5 separate regions of the Mus musculus genome follow, and regions 1, 2, 3 and 4 are each linked to region 5. Evidence: chromatin contacts called from public promoter capture Hi-C data. All regions are on one chromosome and are shown on one strand. The core of a region is the stretch at or near the end of the contact, and the rest is flanking DNA. Distances in the headings are between cores, read along the strand shown. Region 1 holds the start of Rpl27a (ribosomal protein L27A). Region 2 holds the start of Akip1 (A kinase (PRKA) interacting protein 1). Region 3 holds the start of Tmem41b (transmembrane protein 41B). Region 4 holds the start of Dennd5a (DENN/MADD domain containing 5A). Region 5 holds the start of Usp47 (ubiquitin specific peptidase 47).

The links. Promoter capture Hi-C pulls out the DNA fragments that hold promoters and counts their contacts.
Region 1: a contact with region 5 is called in a promoter capture Hi-C map of pre-B cells, with 6 times the contacts expected there. The contact joins the promoter of Rpl27a here to the promoter of Usp47 in region 5. A contact is called at or near these places in 1 of 39 promoter capture datasets (pre-B cells), 2 of 484 Hi-C or Micro-C datasets (B cells and CD4 T cells), 1 of 115 datasets of contacts at active chromatin or transcription factors (regulatory T cell precursor) and 1 of 9 other capture datasets (liver).
Region 2: a contact with region 5 is called in a promoter capture Hi-C map of pre-B cells, with 6 times the contacts expected there. The contact joins the promoter of Akip1 here to the promoter of Usp47 in region 5. A contact is called at or near these places in 2 of 39 promoter capture datasets (liver and pre-B cells).
Region 3: a contact with region 5 is called in a promoter capture Hi-C map of pre-B cells, with 4 times the contacts expected there. The contact joins the promoter of Tmem41b here to the promoter of Usp47 in region 5. A contact is called at or near these places in 2 of 39 promoter capture datasets (liver and pre-B cells).
Region 4: a contact with region 5 is called in a promoter capture Hi-C map of pre-B cells, with 4 times the contacts expected there. The contact joins the promoter of Dennd5a here to the promoter of Usp47 in region 5.

Annotation. Positions count from the first base shown.
Region 1 is chr7:109,517,914-109,521,554 of GRCm38.p6, reverse strand. It overlaps Rpl27a (ribosomal protein L27A), which reads right to left and starts at 2,360. Exons shown (of 5, transcript NM_011975.3): 1 at 2,333-2,360; 2 at 1,907-1,970; 3 at 1,562-1,637; 4 at 913-1,087. The coding sequence starts at 2,335. Snora3 (small nucleolar RNA, H/ACA box 3) reads right to left here and starts at 1,423; the gene lies at 1,304-1,423. It overlaps LOC115485611 (a small nucleolar RNA gene), which reads right to left and starts at 275; the gene lies at 146-275.
Region 2 is chr7:109,701,085-109,705,137 of GRCm38.p6, reverse strand. Akip1 (A kinase (PRKA) interacting protein 1) reads right to left here and starts at 1,460. Exons shown (of 6, transcript NM_020616.2): 1 at 1,362-1,460; 2 at 968-1,192; 3 at 107-187. The coding sequence starts at 1,186. It also overlaps a transcript of Denn2b not described here.
Region 3 is chr7:109,984,062-109,987,736 of GRCm38.p6, reverse strand. Tmem41b (transmembrane protein 41B) reads left to right here and starts at 1,507. Exons shown (of 7, transcript NM_153525.5): 1 at 1,507-1,775. The coding sequence starts at 1,655.
Region 4 is chr7:109,958,713-109,962,758 of GRCm38.p6, reverse strand. It overlaps Dennd5a (DENN/MADD domain containing 5A), which reads left to right and starts at 2,337. Exons shown (of 23, transcript NM_021494.1): 1 at 2,337-2,685. The coding sequence starts at 2,577.
Region 5 is chr7:112,021,821-112,025,887 of GRCm38.p6, reverse strand. Usp47 (ubiquitin specific peptidase 47) reads right to left here and starts at 2,382. Exons shown (of 29, transcript NM_001357952.1): 1 at 2,142-2,382. The coding sequence starts at 2,180. It also overlaps Gm3960.

The DNA of each region.
Region 1 (3,641 bases), core at 1,111-3,610, 2.5 Mb after region 5:
AGATTCAGGTAGGACTTGACTTATTCCCCCTTTTCAGGTATGTAAAGCCTGGCCTCTAACTCAAATGTAGATCAATATGGGATCATAGAGATTCACCAACTACACCTCCATAGTTGAGAGTATAGCATATGCCAGCCCAGATAGGCCATGTTTCTGATCTGGGCACTAGAAGGGACACTGAAGGCCCCTACCAATGAATCAAGACCAGCGATTCTCTCCGAGAACTGTAGCACACCAGGACAAGCACCATGTCAGGATGTGACTCTAGCCTCGGCCAAACACCCCCCCCCACTCCTGACCAGTTACACCCTACTAAATATAGTAGGTTAGGAATGATGGGCCCATGAAAGCCTCCCTGTGGTTTGGGTCTCTGCACTTAGGCTGGTGTGGTTTTTTTTTTGGGGGGGGGGGGGATGGGGGTACTTTTAACAATATAGGGCCTTAAATAATGAACACTTTAACCTGCAAAAAAAAAAAAAAAAGCCAGGATGTGCCTTAAGACCATTCTGGACCAACTATATACCTCAAAAAGCAAACCTGTTAGAAATGGAAACAAGTGGGAACCAAGCAGAGGAAGAGTTATTAGCATGTGACCAATTCAATCACCTGCAACAATTCTACTAAAATTTTCTAATAGGTAATGGCCAAATGTATATATAGGTTTGGCTTTCAAATAAGACCGTGTATTAAAGGTCCCATTAAGAGTGACAAGGCAGGCTGCTGGAGAGATGGCTCAGCTCTAAGTACTGACTGGACTTCCAGAGAGCCTGTGTTCAATTCCCAGCAACCACATGGTAGCTCACAACCATCCATACATAATGGGATCCGATGCCCTTTTCTGTTGTTTTTCTCTGAAGAGTGTTCTCATATACATAAAATCTTTTAAAACGAATGGCAAGTCAGTTCACTCACTGATCGAACAACATCAATGATGGGAGCAACTCCAGTCTTGTTTTTTGCCGCATTGACCCGTGTCTGCTCGCTGACCAATGTCCACAGTTTATCCAGGTTGACTGTTGGGCAGAAGCTCTGGTTCCTCTTCAAGTGGTAATGCCGCATACCAACTTTCCCAAAGTAACCTGGGTGACTGGGGAGGGAAGGCAACCATCTTCAGAGCCTCACTGAGAAAACTTATCTTTGTAGTTGTCTCCTAGTGAGTGTAAGTGTTCACTACTGTAAACATTGACACAGCAGGCACCAGATACAATTTTTGAACTAAAAGTCAGGTCACTCAGTAGCACCCCCACTCCTTAAAGGATTCCCTAAATAGGGTGCAACGTAACTTTGAATGGGTTAACTTGACATATGTCACTAACCTGGTGACTGACTGTGCCAGAAAGTCCACACAGCCAGTGAATAAGGTCAGCAGTTATTCTTCGAGGACTTAAGCACACTAAGGCAACAAGCAATACCTGAGCGTGACTCTAGCCTCGGACAGGTCCCCTCAGTTCAAGTGCAGCGTTTACTTGCTAAAGCTAGCCATACCAAATGGTAAGAAGCCCGTTTCCAGGGAGACACCGTCCTAACTCACCCCTTCAGCCCCCACTTCCAAAACACTCACTATTTGTCAAAGTTGATCCTGTGGTGGTGCATGCCTCCAGCATTCCCGCGGCCGCCTGGGTGCTTGCGGTGCTTACCTGTCGGCACACAAAGCAACTTGTGTGACTTATAGCTGCTCACATGCCCTTATTCCTGCTCTCAGTTTACCATCCGTTTCTAAGCCCGATTTATCAAGACTCGGGGATAGAAGGAACATTTACGGCATTTCACATCCCAGCGGCATGTGTTTAACTCTCACCCCGCTACCAACATAAAGTAGGGGAACTGCAAGTGTTTCCTTCCACCCACGGATGTCTACTTTCCAACAAAACTCCAAAGGCCAAACGCCGAGGAGGCGCACACTTACCGATGCGGCCGTGGCCGTGGCTCACGTGGCCCCGGAGTTTCCGGGTCTTCCTCAGTCTGGATGGCTGCGTGGGAAAAACAGCAAAGTGGTTAGGCCTGCTTAGAGGATGGGGAGACCGGGGAGAGGGCAGCAATGCCTGCCTGCCCGGATCAGGCCTGCACACGAGGACTTGCCTTCTGGAGCACCGGCTAAGCCGAGGCCGGGACTCAGAGCGTGCTCAGCCGCCCGGGCCCGCACGTCCACGCGATCCCAGCTCTGGTCGGAACACGCGGCCCCACGTTCCTCGCCCCACACCCGAGTGGGTCATCCCGCCCCGCAGGCTACGCCCAGCCATGGAGACCCACTAGGACCATAGCAAGCAGCTGAAAGGCTGGGAAGCAGAGCCCCGACCCTCCGCGATGGAGCGGAGGCCAAGAGAAGACCTACCATGGCGGTGGCAGAAAGGGAAAAGGGAGGAGCTCACGAAGTCTCGCGAGGTAGCAGGCGCGGGGGCGGGACCAATGCTTCATTTCCGGCCAGGAGGCCGGCTTCGGGAAGGGCTCCTGACGTCACGGCTCCCGGCGCCCGCCTCTTCCTTTCCGTGTGGATGGGCGGGGTGAACCGGTGGCGCCCGCCCCCGGAAGCCCCGGTAGCTCCTCCCTAGTCGAGCGCCGCTGCGGCCGGTCATCGTCGGAGTGCACTGTTCTTTTCTGGTGCGGTTGGTTTTTGTCTCCGGGCAGCAATGGCGGTGGCTCAGAGCATCGGCAAGACTTCCGCAGGGCCTCTGACGTCCCTTAAAGGGACACTGCCCTTCTCTTTTGCTCTGGTCCTCTCTTCATGTCCTGCCAAATTTGAACAGCCTTCTGTGCTTCAGGGATCTAGATTCTGTAACTATTTTGTATAAACATCACATTTGAATTTTCTCCAGACTCTGGCTGGTATGCTTTTACTCCCCTGGACCCGAGGTTCCCAGCCCAGCGTGCTCCTCATACAAGTATTTTCCGTGTCGACCTTCTTGGACCTGTTTTGTTACTTGTTTACTCGAACTATCACACTTGTAACTTCTAATTGCCAAGTTACATTTTTCTTCCCGATAGAGCCCAGATTCTCTAAGGGTTCAGGACTGGGCAATTTTGCTTGTTTTCCTTTTAAATCCATGAGTTCCTGGCGTGTAGCCTGCTTGCTAACAAAAGTGGTACACTTGTGCACAAGATTCTAACCCCTTAATCTGTTTTATTGTTTCTTACTTGATCCGTTAAACTAAAGAATATTCTAGTCAAAACTCTCAGAAAGCAGAGTGGGCAAATCCTGTCTGTCTGCTAGCTTCTTGCTCGGTGTTTAGTCCATTACAATCTGGGCAGTTTGACTTTAGCCACACCATTTCCTCAAGATCTTGTATTTGTTTTGAGACAGGGTCTTACTCTGAAGCCAAGGCTGGCCTTGTACCTCCTGACTGCTGGAGTTACACTCCTAATCGATTGGCTAGGCATGATGGTCTCGAACTTTCTCGTGTGGGCTGTAATAGCATATCTATGGCTGTCCTTGTTCAGCTCCTATTCAGGCAGTCCTGTTGGTGATACTATGGGTGTGGCTTCTTACACTCCTAGGACACACAATTTCACAGTAAAGCCTCTGATCTCTGGCTCTTACAGTCTTTCCCTCGCCTTAGGTGGAGGGGTTGTTTTACAGATTTATCCAGTGGGACTGGACTTCACACCTCTGCATTTTGATTGGTTATAGCTTTCTATATCAGTTT
Region 2 (4,053 bases), core at 211-2,710, 2.3 Mb after region 5:
CATTACCACCTGGCTTACGTAACTGATTATAATCTGCTCCCATGAAGGACTATAGGTCCTGGGAGAGATGACTGATTCTTCCCAAGTCCAGATCACACCAACTTACCCCACACTGACTTGAAGTATAGTCCATGAATTCAGCCATTGCTCCGAAGGAAGAGCTAAGGGTTGGGCACCTTTCTTCTCTCTGTTGTAATAAATGGCAAGTCATAGGTGAGACCTACAAATCCCCTACTGGAGAAGGACATCATTTGAGAAATAGCCCTTTTTCACTTTTAGGAAAGCTTCTGCAAGCTGAAACTGGTAAGAAGGATCTTGCTGAGAAAAAAAAAAAAAAATCCAACTCTGTAAACTAGATGTGCAATTTATCCAGGAACTAAAATAACTGGTTGGCTGGCTTTACTCACTATTGAGTAATGGGAAAGAACTGTTATTGTTGTTTATGATTTTTTGAGACAAGATCACATGTACACTAGGAAGACTTTGTACTTGATCCTTAGCCCCGACCTCCCAAGTTCTGGCACCACACTAAGAATTGTATTTATTTACTTTAGACAGGGTTTCACTAGGTAACACACGATGGCTTGAAACTTGCTATGTAGAACAGGCTAATCTCGAACTCAAGAGATCTGTCTGCTTCTGCCTCCTGGATGCTGAGATTAATGGTGTGCACCACCACACCCGGTAAGAAATTTTATGTTATAAGTAAGCAGAATACTACTATTCTTTTGTTATTCAAAAAGAATTGGGTCACACCGTGCTTGTACACAACCTCTTTAATACTAGTACCTAAATCGTAGGCAAGAGTTCAAGGCCAGCCTGGGCTATACGAGACCGTGTCAAAAGCAGTTTCCAAACAACGTTTCCACTTTTGCTCCAATGCGTTACATCTTCTGGACATGGGAGGCTTCCTCCCGCCCAGTGGCGGCGGAGAATGACTAGACAGTCCCCCAGCTCCCGGCCTCACCTCTCCTAGGAGGCGCTGGGAACCAGGGACCGACCATCTTTCCTGGTAGGGGCCCTGGCGGTAAAGGACCCCCACGTTGCCTCTGGATCGCTCTGGAGAATGCCAGTCCACTGCCCTCCTCTTGGCGCGCTCCAATACTTCCCTCCCCAGCCGAGCAGAGCGCTGGAGCGAGCGCCGGTCCACTCCGTTCAGCGCCGCGGCCGCCAGACAGTATTCCATGTCTCCCTGGACACATACACAGACAAGTCAACTAGGCCCGGATCCGGGCGGCAACTTCCCCGCGACCCCAACTCCCCCTTCGCCTGCATCGCGCAATCCAAGTGGGGAGGAACTAGCAGGCAGGACCCCTGCCCCTTGCACTTCCGCCTCTCAGACCCTGGGTACAGCCCCTCACCCGGCCTGCTTCTCCGGGCGCACGCGCATAGCGCTCACACGGACACGCCTTCCGTGTTCCCGCGGCCCTTCTTTCGCGCCAGTTGCCAAGCTAACTGCTGCGCGCCGTGGGCGGGGCCTGGCGATGGGCGGAGCCGGTGTGGGCGGGGCCGGGTCGAGGGGCACGTGGGCCCAGCCTTAATCAGCTTCAGACGCGAAGCGGGCGCTTGTTGTCGTTCGAGGACTTTCTTGCCGCGACAGGTCAGTGTGGATCCCGTGACTCGTTGCGCTAAAAACATTTGTGAGAGTAGGTGCATGCGGACCGTATTCAGGGGTCTCGCCACTCCAGAACCACTTTTGTGTGAGGAGGTGATGAGGCTAGCGGACCAACGCGACTGAGGAGGTAGTGCTGGGGAAAGGGCATTCTGTCAGAAGAACTCTCAAGGCTGGGGATGGAGGCCAGACGGAGGTCTTGGAACTGTGGGTGAGGGGACTGGTAAGACTCCAGGGGATGGCAGGTATTTCTTGGCAGGTTGGTAGAGGATGTAGTGGAGTGGTGAGTGGGGAATCCCGTCATTCCCTTCCTGCAGCTTCCTCATTCCTCCCTTGGAAGAACAGATTCACACAATTTTGTTGGAGGTTTATTTGTTTGTTTGTTTTTGACAGTCTCACTGTGCAAACCCTCACTATGTAGACCAGGCTGGCTTTCAGTCTCTTTGGTCCTGGGATCTGGACCTACCATTCAAGCATCAATCGTATCACTTTTTAAAGTAAGAAATGGATCAGATACCTTTCAGAACACCATGGGGCTATGGTGAAAGCCCTGGGTCTCAGCGGGAGTGACACCCCCTGGTGAGCAGCAGGGCGTGAATGGGGAGAAAGTTCCACTTTAAGGAACATTGCTCAGTGCGGGGTGGGTCCCTCACAGGACACAAAGGAATTCTCAGTCCTTAAGTAGTGTGAATAGAGAAACATTTGCCCACAAACCTAGCTACCTGAGATTCCTTGAAATCCATGCCAGAAGCCAGGATCTGTAGTGTGCATCTGTCAGCCCTACCCTGCAACAGTGACATAAGAGGTGAGGACAGGAAATTGGCTAGAACTCCTGGACTAGACACCTTGAATTATATAGTCTAGCAGTAGCAACAAGCAAGACCCTGCCTTACACATGGCAGAAGGTGAGAACGGACTCCCAAAAGTTGTCCTCAGACCTCCATACACTTTCTTTGGCACACATGTACTACATTCACACACATAAAAAATGAGTAAAAAGTAGTCTAGTTCTTATTGATGAATGATTCTCACTTCAACTTCAGGATCTAGGTAGCCTCTATTCTGATTGACATCCCCATAAATTTGCCTTTTTCTGGCGATTCATACAAATAAAATCATATGGTATGTGGCCCTTTGGACCGGTCTCTTTCATTTAGATTACTTTGAGGCTTGTCTGAGTTATAGTATATAGTACATTGTCATCCCTTTTTATGGATAAATAATATTCCATTATATGAATATACTGTATTTTGTTTATTCATCACTTGGAACTATTTCCATCCTGGAGGCCTATTCTGATAATGCATTCTAAGACTAAATATTTTCATTTCTCTTGAGCAGAAACTTTGAAGTAAAAATTTTGAGAGTATTATAAATTTATATTTACATGATATGAAACTGCCAGGCTGTTATTCAAAGTTGCTGCACAGTTTTATATTCCCACAACTGGCCGCTTTTCCGTGTCCACTCTAGCGTTTGTTGCCTTTTTGTGTTGCAGTCCTTCTCCTGCTGGTGTGAGTATGAAGTGACAGTCTCTGGGGCTTCAGTTAGGATTTCCATAGTGACCGGTACTGCTGTAGACCGTTTCTTGTTATTTCTAGCTGTTCCTATGTGCCCTTTGCTGAAATACCTGGTCAAATCCTTTGTCTGTTTTTTAATATGGTTTGTCTGTGGTTTTTAAAAATTATTATTGGGCAATAAGAGTTCAAATTCTGAATATAGGCCCCCTTTATTAGATATACGGTTTGTAATAATTATATATTATACAAATAATATGATATATTAATATATAATAATATATAAATGTATACAATGTACTTAATAATATATAATATACCATCACAGTATATTCTGTTTTTCATTTTCTTTTTCAGTTTTTCGTTGTTGGGGATTAAAATGCTCAGGGCCCTTTGCATACTAGTCAAGTAGCTTTACTACTGAGCTATATCCCTAGCCCTTCATTTTCTATGTGGTGGGTGGGGTTGGGAGTGTTGTAACGTGTGGTCCTTTGAGCAAAACAGCCACCATCTTCATTAGCTCTTGCTTGCAAATGTGCGTGCGCGGTGTCTGTGGACTGTTGACATTCCCTCATAGAAGGAAGAGGTAGGAGGGATCATTGTGCCTTTCTTTACATGAGTCTCCAAGCAGTTTGTATGCAGTTATACCCTAGTTGCTCAGAGGCCTAGGTCTCAGAGAGAGGCTAGAGTGTATAAGCTGGGAAAGACAAAGGGAAGGGCCAACATCCAGGCCTTCCTGTGTGATAGCTTGTGGGTCAGGAAGCTACTTATAACTCCCCCATTCCCCCCATAAGCCTCACAAACTCTTAATTTCCCAGAGTGAACTTCAACAGAATCATATTTTGGTTCGTTGTTGGGACTTAATGAAGAGGTCTTTCCCATTATCACAACAGTCTCTCTCTCTGTGTGTCTGTGTGTGTATGG
Region 3 (3,675 bases), core at 258-2,757, 2.0 Mb after region 5:
GCACCACCATGCCCGGTCACGTATTCACTTTTTATAAAATGATTTTTTGTTTCTTTTTAATTTTAATTTTATTAACACTACACTTACTGCTGCGTGCTTGAATGTTATGTTGAAATCAGAGGACGCCAGGCTATGGTGGCGTACGCCTTTAATCCCAGAATTTGTGAGCCAGAGGCAGGGGAATTTCTGAGTTCAAGGTCAGCCTGACAGCCTGGTCTACAGAGCGAGTTGCAGGACAGCCAGGGCTACACAGAGAAACCCTGTCTCAAACCGCCCCCCCCCCCAAAAAAAAGTAATCAGAGGACAACTTCCAAGAGTTAGTTCTCACCTACTGCTATTAGGTCTCAGAGACCGAAATAAGCCTGTCAAGTTTAAGAGACAAATACTTCTACGCACTGAGCTGCCAATTCTCTAGATATCAGATTATTTCTTCTAAGTGTAATTACTGCTTAAGAACAATCCAATTCCCCACTCCCCCTTTTTGTCCAAATTTTAAAATACACTGCTAAGTTACTTTCACGAAGAAATTCCCCACTATTACCTTCGATACCTGCTTTTAAAAAAGATAACGAAAAAAATGTCAATTGGATAGGGGCATCGCTCAGCAACAGAATGGTGTGGTTTGTATGCCCAAGGTCTAAGATTATATCGACAGCAAGAACAAAACAAAACAGGGCTGGAGAGATGGCTCAGTGGTTAAGAGCACCGACTGCCCTTCCGAAGTCTTGAATTCAAATCCCAGCAACCACATGGTGGCTCACAAACATCCGTAATGAGATCTGATGCCCTCTTCTGGTCTGTCTGAAGACAGCTACAGTGTACTTAGATATAATAATAAATAAATCTTAAAAAAAAAAAAGAACAAGACAAAGCAAAATCCTAAAGAAGAGGTGACTCTAATATACTTACCAGTGAGAAGCTGGATATGAGGGGCAGAAGGAGAAAAACTGTCAAGAAGCTATGCCTTGGCTCAGGAAACGCCAAAATATAGCGAGTAAGGGTGAATTTACTTTGGACAGGTGAGTGAAAAACCTTGGACTCTAAACTAATTTCTGTCACTCTGTGATCTTCTTTGTTTCTAGGTCTCAATTTTGTGAGATTCAGGTACGTTTGTCTCATGTTTTAAATTTTACACGATTTTAAGAACAGGCTTCCAGCTTCCACAGCGCTTGTAACCCATTTGCTGCGGAACGAATGGAATCTCCAACACCAACTAGTCGCGCGCAGACACTTCCGGTTGGCGGAACAAAGAGTCTGAAGTACTCGAGCCTCACTTCCGTGTGACGAAAGCTACGCGGAGAAGTCGGACCTTAGGCCGCAGACCCATGACTTGCCAATGCGATATTGCTCATGCGCCCTACACCAGCGAGGTGGGCGGGGCCCCGGAGGGGGCGGGGTCGGCCCTGACTTGTCTCGCGGTTACTGGGCGTGCGGGAGCGCGCGAGGTTCGTGGGCGGTTCTGGGCGGGCCCTCACCTGATATCTCTGGAAGGCTCCGCCGAGTGTCAAGTTTTCGAGGTCGTCTCAGGTGAGGTGGTCGTGCCGGAAGTAGTTGTGCCTCGCGCCTGGGTGTTGAAAGAAAGCTGCGGGAGGAGCTTTAGTCATTCAAGGGGGCGCGGCACCAGTAGGAGCTCTTCGCGGCCCCCGCAGCAGCCATGGCGAAAGGCAGAGTGGCTGATCGATCGCCCACCGAAATGTTGCACTCGACCCCAGCCGGGGACCGGGCAGTGAGGACCCAGGGTTCCGCCGCGCCTGGCAGCAAAGATCATCTGAACGGTGAGTGGACCTGCGGGACGGGGCTGAGGCTGCCCTAAAGATTAGGACCCCGTGGTGCAGGTCGCAGGGAAAGAGGGACCTTTCAGCACCGAAGCATCTCAGCAAGAGAGTCCTGTACTTGGCGGGGAACCCAGCATGACAGAGGGCTAGACTCCTCCTAGTTAGTTTTTTCTCAATAGACTTTAGTCAAAGGAAGCGGTGACCCCGACTTGTGACACCAAATAGACCGGTTCGTTATCCAGGCCACCCAGACAGGTATTTGAGAGACTTGAGCTTTCGTTGTATTGTTTTACAGATGAACATACTGAGGACTATGCAGCTCCATGACTTGTGTAGAGTCACAGAGCCACACTAAGGTTGTGATTAAGAGCAAAGACTTGCCCTTCCAGGTGCCACTTGAAAGTGTCAGATTCTAGCCGGTGGTAGTTGTAGTTGCGCGTCCTTTTAATCCAGTTCTCCGGAGACAGACAAGTTCCAGGTTACACAGAGAAAACCCTGCCTCGAAAAAAACACAACATTTTCAGCTCTTGTGTTTCCATTTAACCTGGTTTGTAACTTAAAAAAAAAAAATTGTTTGATTTGTTTTCAAGCTAAGTAGCCCTGGTTGTATTGGAGGACCTTGCTCTGTAGATTAGACTGGCCTCTAAGGCAAAGAATGGCTTCCTTCAGCCTCCCAAGTACTTGGATCCAAGGCGTGCAGGCGTACACTACCGCCTTGTTTTTTTTTTTGTTTTTTTTGTTTTTTTTTTTTTTGGTCTTTCAAGACAGGGTTTCTCTGTATAGCCCTGGCTGTCCTGGAACTCACTCTGTAGATCAGGCTGGCCTCGAACTCAGAAATCGTCTGCCTCTGCCTCTCAAGTGCTGAGATTAAAGGCGTGTGCCACCACTGCACGGCCTTCGCCTTGTACTTTTTTTTTTTTTAATTTATTTATTACATGTAAGTACACAGTAGCTGTCTTCAGACACACCAGAAGAGGGTATCAGATCACGTTACAGATGCTTGTGAACCACCATGTGGTTGCTGGGATTTGAACTCTGGACCTTTGGAAGAGCAGTCGGGTGCTCTTACCCACTGAGCCATCTCACCAGCCCCCTCCCTGCCTTCTACTTTTTAAAAGACCTTGTTTGGTTCTGTAGGTCAAGCTGATTTGGAACTCAGAGATCCACCAGCCTTAGTTTTCTCAAGTACTTGGATTAAAGGAGTAGACCACCTGCAGAGATGGATTTGTAACTTTTAAAAAGTATCTGAGCTGGGCGTGGTGGCACACACGCCTTTAATCCCAGGGGATTTCTGAGTTCGAGGCCAGCCTGGTCTACAAAGTGAGTTCCAGAACAGCCAGGGCTATACAGAGAAACCCTGTCTCAAAATAACCAAAAAAGAAAAAGTATCTGAATTTTAAAACGAGAATAGTTATTTGCTTGGTTGATGCAAGGGTGTAAACAAAACAGTTCACCTAAACATAGCTTCTGTGGAGTGGTGGCCTGCCTCTATTATTCTGGAGGCAGAGGAAGGTGGCTCTCTATTGAGTTCTAGGTCAGCCTGGTCTACAAGAGTATCAGGACAGCCAGGTATGTTACAAGGAGAAACCCTGTCTCAAAGCAAACCAACTAAAACCCAAAACAATAACAAAAAACACCCAACGAAGTAACTAAGGAATACGGGGACTCATTCATAAATTGTTTTAGTCTCGTACACTAACCTGAAATTTCTTGGCTCTGTATAGTTTTAAGGGGAAAATATAAGCTCTTTGATTTTGTAATGGCTTAACATTATTCATTGCTTTTCAGCAACTGTAATGATTTCATCCTTTTACGTGCCTTTGAAGCTCAAACATCTGAAGTGATTAGAACAAATAGCCATTAAATTGTTTGCAGCTCACTCACACTGCTGTCTTCCATT
Region 4 (4,046 bases), core at 1,088-3,587, 2.1 Mb after region 5:
ATACTGGCACGGATTTGTTTTCAACTGGTGTTTCATGTGTTGAGTTAGTATGAGAGTGAGAGAGGTCTTCTAGCAGCTGGCAAGCCTAGATAAAAAGTTTCTAGACTTTTAAACTGAGTAAGTTTAGTCTCCTCCTTTTTTCTCTATTTTTACAGTTTTGTTGTTGTGGTTTTGTTTTGTTTTTGTTTTTTTTAAGACAAAGTTTCTCTTTGTATCCCTGGCTGTGCTGGAACTCTGACTAAACTTTCCTTGAACTCACAGAGATCCATCCCTGGGGTTGAAGGCTTGCACATATCACTCTTTGACCTTTTCTCTCTCTAATTGAAAAATTTCCCAAGTCTCTTCTATATCTTCGTCTGAGTGATCCTTTAATTGTACCCGGTCTGTACACCTGGCATTTGAAACCTTTCTTGCCCCAACTCTTCTCTCCCTCTCTGTTTTATTTTCAATCCCTTTTAATTCTCTGTCTCTGTTTGCTATTTTGTTGTTTTAGACCATCTGTACTGTAAGGCTGGGCTGGCTTCACATTCACACTCCTTTTGCTTGGGCTCCAGAATGCTGGGATTATAGGTTTGCGCCACTATACCTGGCTTTCCCATCTTCCATATTAGTACATTCCTCAGTGCTGCCTAAATGTCTGGCTTTTCCACTCTTTATTGTGGGCACACATTTGATCCTTAGAATCACCAGAAGCCTTCCATGACCGTGACCCAGCACCAAAAGGCGTTCTTTTCTTTGCTTTATTAAGCTCTCTGAGCCCCCTGCACAGACTCTGAGTCCCAAGCATGTGGGTTATAGTATCATCACTTCAGATGGACTTTGTAAAGCTACCCAGTCCTCTTGATTTCTCCCAGCCGCTCAGGTTAGATATAGGGAGCAGATGCTATGGTTTCCAGTGATGTTGGCTGTGACCTCTCAACCAACCTCCCAAAGGGATCCAGTACTTGAGAGGAATACTGGGACAGAACCCAGGAGAGAGCCCAGGTTCAGCCCTTGGGGAAGCCAATTGCCTTCTATAGTCCTTAGCTGGCTGCCTGCCAGAGCAAACCTGGCGCACACTATTCTGTAACAACAATGACAATGTATATAATATTTATGGAGTGCCTTCTATGTTCTGGGTATAATCCTCACCACTTTACCTATACATGCATTTATTTTGTACTTTGACAAAAATCATGCCTGTTGGCACCTAGAAATTACATAAGTAAGTTGCCAATATCATATTGTACATTATAAGTCAGAATTCAAACTGGGGGACTGTTTCTAGAGCCCATGCTAGCAGCCACTACAGTTTCTCTTCCTTGGCCTCTGATGTTACAGTACAGACCCACCTGAGCCTGGTGTGATGATGCAGGCCTTTAAGCCCAGCACTGAGCAGGCAGAAGAAAGAGTATTGCATCAGGGTAATACAGGTACATAGCAAGTTCTGGGTCAGACAGGTCTATAAGTGAGACCCTATCCAAAAAAACCAAATCAAATCAATCAACCAACCAACCACCAAAAGAAGACACATCTGGCTAGCTTCTGTAGAAAATGAAGTCAGAGGGTCTGTTCTTTAGACAAGAGACAAGGACCAGGAGGTTTCACCTGTTCAGCCACCCTTTCTCTTCTACAAGCAAATTCTCACTAGAAGGAAGAAAGGAATGAATGAATGAATGAATGAATGAATGAAGGGTGATGGATAGATGGATGAATGGACAGAGAATTCTGTGAGCATGAAAAGAACTAAGTGAAGGGGGAGGGAGACTTCTGGGGCTTCATGAAAGGGGGAGAGTTTGGTGCATGGAAGAAGCCCTGCTTGTGGGGTGCGGGGCAGTGAGCTAGCGCAGGATTCAAGCGTAGGGTTGTTTCTTGCATTTTTTGAGCCTCAGTTTCCCTATCTGCAAATTAAAGGTAAATAGAAGATAAGCTGACCCACTCTCTCCAAAGAACAGAGTTTCCTCAGATCTATTGGGGAAAGCTGACACTGAGGAGAGGTGACAAGGAGAAGCTGCTCTGTGGTGACAGTATAGGAGCAGGATTCGGTGGGCTTCACAGTTCAGCCCTGCAGCTCTTATGCCGGTGACACGGCCAGCACGAGCCACCATGGCCCACTCTTTCCGCACACCGCATCCGATTTCTCTAAAGGGTGTCGCAGTCGCGTGGAGGTGGCTGCAGTCGCGGGATCCCAGCAGCTGACCGCTGGCCACTCTGTGGTGGCTGCTCTGGAAGCCCAGGCCCCCGGGGCCCAAAGAGCATCACGTCATCCTTTGCGCCCGACGACCGCCCCTCCCCGACCGCGCGTGCGCACGCGGTGGCGGCGGGTGGGGGGCCGCGGTGGGGCGGGCGGCCGCTCTCCGCCCTTCCTCAGGCTTGCTCAGGCCGCGGTGCAGAGGACAGCGTCCAGGATGCGGCGCGGGGTGGCCCGGCGCCCCCCTGCCCCGGCACGGCAGCGGCGGCCGCTAGGACCCGGCGAGGCCCGGGGGCGGCGGCCGGAGCCTCGGTAGCGGCGGCGGAGGGAGCGGCGGCTGAGGGCGGGCGGGCGGCCGGGGGCGGGGGCTCGGCTCCGCGCGGCTTGCCCCGCTCGGCCCGGAGCCATGAGCGGCGGCGGCGGCGGAGGGGGCTCGGCGCCCAGTCGCTTCGCCGACTATTTTGTCATCTGCGGGCTGGACACCGAGACCGGGCTGGAGCCGGACGAGCTGTCGGGTGAGTGCGCGCGAGCCCGGGCTAGGGCCCGCGGGGCCCGCTTTGTCCCGGGAGCCCAGTGAGGGTCGGGCGAGCAGACGGGACGCGGGTCCCGCGGGCCTGCTGCCCCCCGCGCGGTGGTCGCCGCGTCGGCAACCTGGGGAGACGCGGACGCTGGGTGCGCTCAGAGGTCGAGGGGCTTAGTCCACAATGAAGGGAAGCTTGCCTTCTAGCACCCTTTTGGGAGGAAAGAAGTTAGCCCACTTCCTAGTGAGAGTTAGTCCCACCCAGACTTTTCAAAAGAGCAAAACAAAAACTTGATGAGTTTATTTGGCCTCTTCCCAAGAAGCCGGCGAGACCAGTTCCTCAAAACCGTTATAACTCACTCCTGAGCAGGCCAGGCCCGGGCTTTTCCTTCACAGTTCTGCCCCTCTTGATCGGACGTGAAGTGACAAATTGAACCGGGTTACACCAAGAACGGGTTCTCTCTTGGCGCTAGAAAAGAACTTGTACCCAGGGCCATGCTTTTGTTGTTGTTGTTGTTGTTGTTTGTTTTTTAAGTTAATGTCCTTTACCAGGCGAGGGTCATTTGTGAATGAAGGCAGCGCGTCCCAGTTGGACAGGTTGTGCAGTGTTGTGATGCCTCTCAAGTTATCTTTCGAAGAGGAAGTGATGGGGGAGTGACAGTGAGGCCCTGATGAGATTTGGCACCCATTGCTTGAAGGTGTAAGAATTATAAAATCCCCGGTGAATTCCTGCGCGCCCACATTGGAGTTGCAACAGTTTTGAAAAGTTTTTGGGTGGCCAGTAAGCAGGTTTCAGTGGTTGGAGGCTTGTCGTGTTAGACTTTAAAGTTATGTCATGCTGATTCGATGAGGGAAACTCCTCTCCCCCTTTCTGTCACGATGTGGTAGTCATTGAACACCGTACAGTTTCTCTATTGAAAGTGATCATCCAGTCTTGGATTTTTTTTTTTTTGTCACTCCAGTTTGTTTGTTTGTTTCTCCTCCGATTCTTCTTCTTCCTCCTCCTCCTCCTTGTCTTCCTCTTTCTCCTCCTTATCTCTCCAACCCCCCACTGGTTTCTTGGTGTAGCTCTAGTTGTATTAAAACACACTCTGTAGGCCAGTGTGGCCTCAAAGTCAGAGATTTGCCTGCCTCTGACTCTTGGGTGCTGGGATTAAAGGAGTGCAACACTACTGCCTGGTGAATTCCACTGTTTCTTATGGGGAAAAAAAAGAGTGCACACTTCAGATGATAAAGCTGGATTGTCTTTTAAAACTATGAGAAACTGATGCCTTATACAACACCCTGAAGTAGGAATGGGCTGATCCTAGCTAAGCCTTTGTTCTAGCCTGAGTAGTCCAAGCTCAAAGTACAGAC
Region 5 (4,067 bases), core at 1,133-3,632:
TTAAAGTATCTAATGCTACTAACTAACTAAAGGAAGAGAAGGGGAGAAGCCCACATATTTGGTTTAAGAGATCACTAGCTTCCTTTTGGGATACAGCCCTGGTTAACTCAGAAGCAAATATGGAAGTAGAAGCAACCTGTGAATGAAGAATGAGTGAGGCTGACAAGTAAACAAACAAACAAACAAAACCACTATCTGGCTAGGTAAAGAAAAAGTCTGCATTTCAAGAGCACTTCGGTGTATATCCCAGGAAGCAGGAACTGTGGATAAAGTACTGAAAGCCAGGAACAGGAAATAAAGCATAACATCCAGAAGGAAAAAAAAGTTAGGTTCATCTGATAAGGGAGATCTCCTCAGATAATCGAGAGTTCAATCGTCCCGGAGGTGAAACTAGCATTGCAATATCAGTTTTTAAAACAACAGGTAAGTTTGTGCAAAGCAGGATATGTGCACATCTCTATCAGGACTTCTACAAACCGAGTCATTAATATAATATTATGCAGGGTTGTACTTGTTGTTCTATTTTCTAAATGTTGGAAATTAAGGGTTAATTTTGTTTCTTAAGATTGGAAACCAGCACCAAAGGAAATGAAGGTTAGCTTTCTCGTAAAACCTATTCCTTCCTTCCTTGTTACTTAGTACAAAGTTCAAAATGCCGGACTGGACCATAGGAGGACTCACATTCCCGACTTCCTAACTCTCAGTTGTTGAAACTGTTCCAGAGGCAAGATCTTTAGTTCGTGCTTATCTGCTGTACTGAGACTTAGAGATGTCTGACAGATAAAATACTGACACACACACAACTCAGCCTTAAACAGCAAACAGGCACTCCACTGAGTTTGATAGCACACACTTTTAATCCCAGCATCGGGGGAGACAGACAGGGAAACCTCTTAAGAATTTCCAGGCCAGCTTATCTACAAGTGAGTTCCAAGCCAGCCAAGTCTGTACTTCAAAGTCCACATAGTAAGATCCTACCTCAAAACGGCAAAACAAAACCCTAAAAATCAACTTATTATCCATCTAAGGAAAGATGGGAAATTTTAACTATTCAGGTACAAAATAAAGTCACTTTGCATTGTGCCAGGGGTTGTCTGTGTAGCAACAAATTGCTACAATTAAAAAACAAACAAACAAAACCTAAACATTTAGGAATCCGAAATGATCGTGTATAAATATCAAGATCCTACCATCCTAATTTCAACTTAACACTTGGCATCTATTTAAGGTATATGAGATATAAAAGTCCAAAGCATTAAGCCTGACGACCAGCAGTTAAAAATACATGTTTGAATATGCTGAGGATATTTATAAAGCCAACGGACTATTAATATGTCGAAATCCACTGGCCAGTGCAGGATTCTACCTTTAATCTTCTACTACTGACTGTTCAAGGGAAGCCAAGAAGTCCGGGAGTCTTATGTCACTCGCTTTTAAGAATTTAAGTCACCCAAGTTGGCAACACCAGAAAAAGACCAAAATTACACACAAAAACAACGTTTCGTCTCTCCATATGGTGAAATTAACTCGGCTATCTCTTACCCTCCCGTTCAAGCCCCACTTAACTACTTTTTCAACGATCCTGGGTAGGCCCCATTTAGGCTGGCCGATAGTACTACGAAGTAACAGGAGGGGGAATGGAGGCTGGGGGGAGGGGGGTGGGGAGACCGACAACTCTTTAACAGTTAAGTCTGCCCTCCCACAGATCTCAACTTAGGTGTCGATTTCACAAGCCCCGTAAGCTATACGCTGTCAAACCCCAGAAGCAGCACCGTCACCCCGTCCTGCCCACGGGCAACTGTTCCAGAATGTTTTCTTTGAAACGATCTCTCTTAACTCTCTCGGCTCGACGTGTGTGAAGTCTGGACTTCAAAGGCCACTTTCTCTCCGCAATACTCCCCCCCACCCCCGGGAGCAGAACCCAACTCCTCGGGTCCAGTCTTTGATGCGTTAGCCCCTCGCAGCCGGAGCTCTCCCTCGGCTACGTGGCCCCGGGAACCAGCGGTCTCCAACTGCCCGCCGCGCCCACCGTCCACCCGGCCCCACGCCTGCCCGGCCCTAGCCTTGCCTCCCGCTCGGGGCCTGCACGACTTCGAGCGGACCGCAGGCTTCGGGCCTAGTCTGGCCCGCCGGCCCCTCACCTCCTTCGGGACCAGTTGGTTCTCCTCGCCGGGCACCATCGCTCAGACTCCGACCGCTCGTCTCCGCCCTGCCTGCGGGGGCCTGGTGGAGGTGGCGGCGGCTGTGTCTCAGGAGAGAACGGCAGCGACAGTCATCCTCCCAGCCGCCTGCGCTCCAGCAACTGAGGAGGCCTCCGCTCAGGCCTTAGACACCAGCGCGCAGACACCGACCCAGGGCGCCGCCGCCGTCGCCGCTGCTGCCGCCGCCGCTGCCGCCGCCGCCGCCGCCCCTCCCCCGGCCCGCGGCAATCAATGGAAAAATGGCGGCCGCCGCTCTCGCGAGAATTCAACGCAGTGGGCGCGCGGCCCGGCGTCTGGCGCCTGGGGTATGCAGGCGGCCGTCGTGAGCTCGGGATCTTCTCACCTCTTGCTCAGCCCCGGGGTACGCCGCGCTACGCTGGTTGAGAGCCGGTGTAGGCGCTTTTCACTACGGGGAAGCCGGTCCTCCCATCCTCCGGCTCCCTCTGTCGGCCGAGGGAGGGACGAGGCCCCTGCGTCACGAACGAGCTCCAGTTCAAAGCCCCCCTTTCAGCCCTGCAGTCCCCAGACTCTTTCCTGGTCTCCAGCGACCCCGCTGCAGCCCCACTTGAGGAACCTTTGGCCTCGAGCTGGTAAACAACGCGCCTTGTAGAGAAATCGCCTTTCTGGCTTTCGCCCTCAAGGCTCTGGTCCTCGTCTGTCATGTTTTCGTGGCCGCCCCACTCTCCTTAGGGACCTCGGTGCCCATCAGCTAGCCCCTGGAGCCCCTTAAAGAGGGGTCACTACACTTAGAGGTGCTCCCCTGCACCCTTCTGGGTGGCTTGCTGTCATCCTCCTACAGGGCCAAGTCTGAGGGAGCCTTTTGAGAGCAGAGCTGTGGTGCGCTTCAACCTGTGCTGTCCTTTTGAATATGTTTTTTTTTGTAATCTCCCCAGACGGTAAATACCATGTGTTTGACCAAACAAATCTCCTATTAGTCATTTTCCTTCACCGCACTCCTTCCATTATGAAGACCCAGTGAGACGTCTTTCATGAAGACTTTTGGCAAACTAGTCCTCTTACAGCCTGCTGAGTTAATTCCATTGTGCCATGTACCCAGCATCCACAGCGCCAACTCCTTTACCTATGCTATTGGTTCGCCAAACTTGTTACTATTGAACACCCCACACCCAAGAAAAGCTCTCTATACAGTTATGTAAGATTTATTAGAATTCTGCTATTTGTGGCACTGTAAAACATCTACAAATTCTAAAAATTATAGCAAAGACAGACATTTAAAATAAACGAGATTTTAAGTAGTAATGGTATAAAAAAATCCATTAACCCTACTGAAAATATTTAGTGAACGCACTCTGATTGACTAGGTTTCATTAGTTTTTTAAAAGCTAATTCTTTGTGAAACACTTATTAAAATATCTGATTCAGTGTTCAGGTTATTTCTGTACTTGGCTTTAATAGCTGTCATAAGCTGAAAAAGGTAACCCACAAAGATTTTGATCCTAATGGAAGAAGTGCATTTTCAACTACTATTACTAATACAATGCTCATTTTTATCTGTTTCAGCTTCCAGCCATACAAAGGGTTTTGTTGAAATTCAGCTACTAATTTTCCATCTTTCCTAATGTCAACTAGAATTTTTATGTTTTAACAGGTGGGCTGCAGTGGTGAAGGACTTTCCAAGCATACAGAGCGTTCCGAATTCAATCCCTACCTCCTTCTCCCAGAACAGTCAAATACCTTCTCCCAAAACAATCAACAAAATAAAAACAAAAATCCAAGTAGACTAAAAATTCTTTAAATACACTACTCAGATTTCTGAAAAGGCCAAAAAAGTCTGTCTTCATGTTTAAGCATACATATGATGAGTTTGGGAAGAGTGTTTAATTTTTTTTATTTTTTATTTTGTGT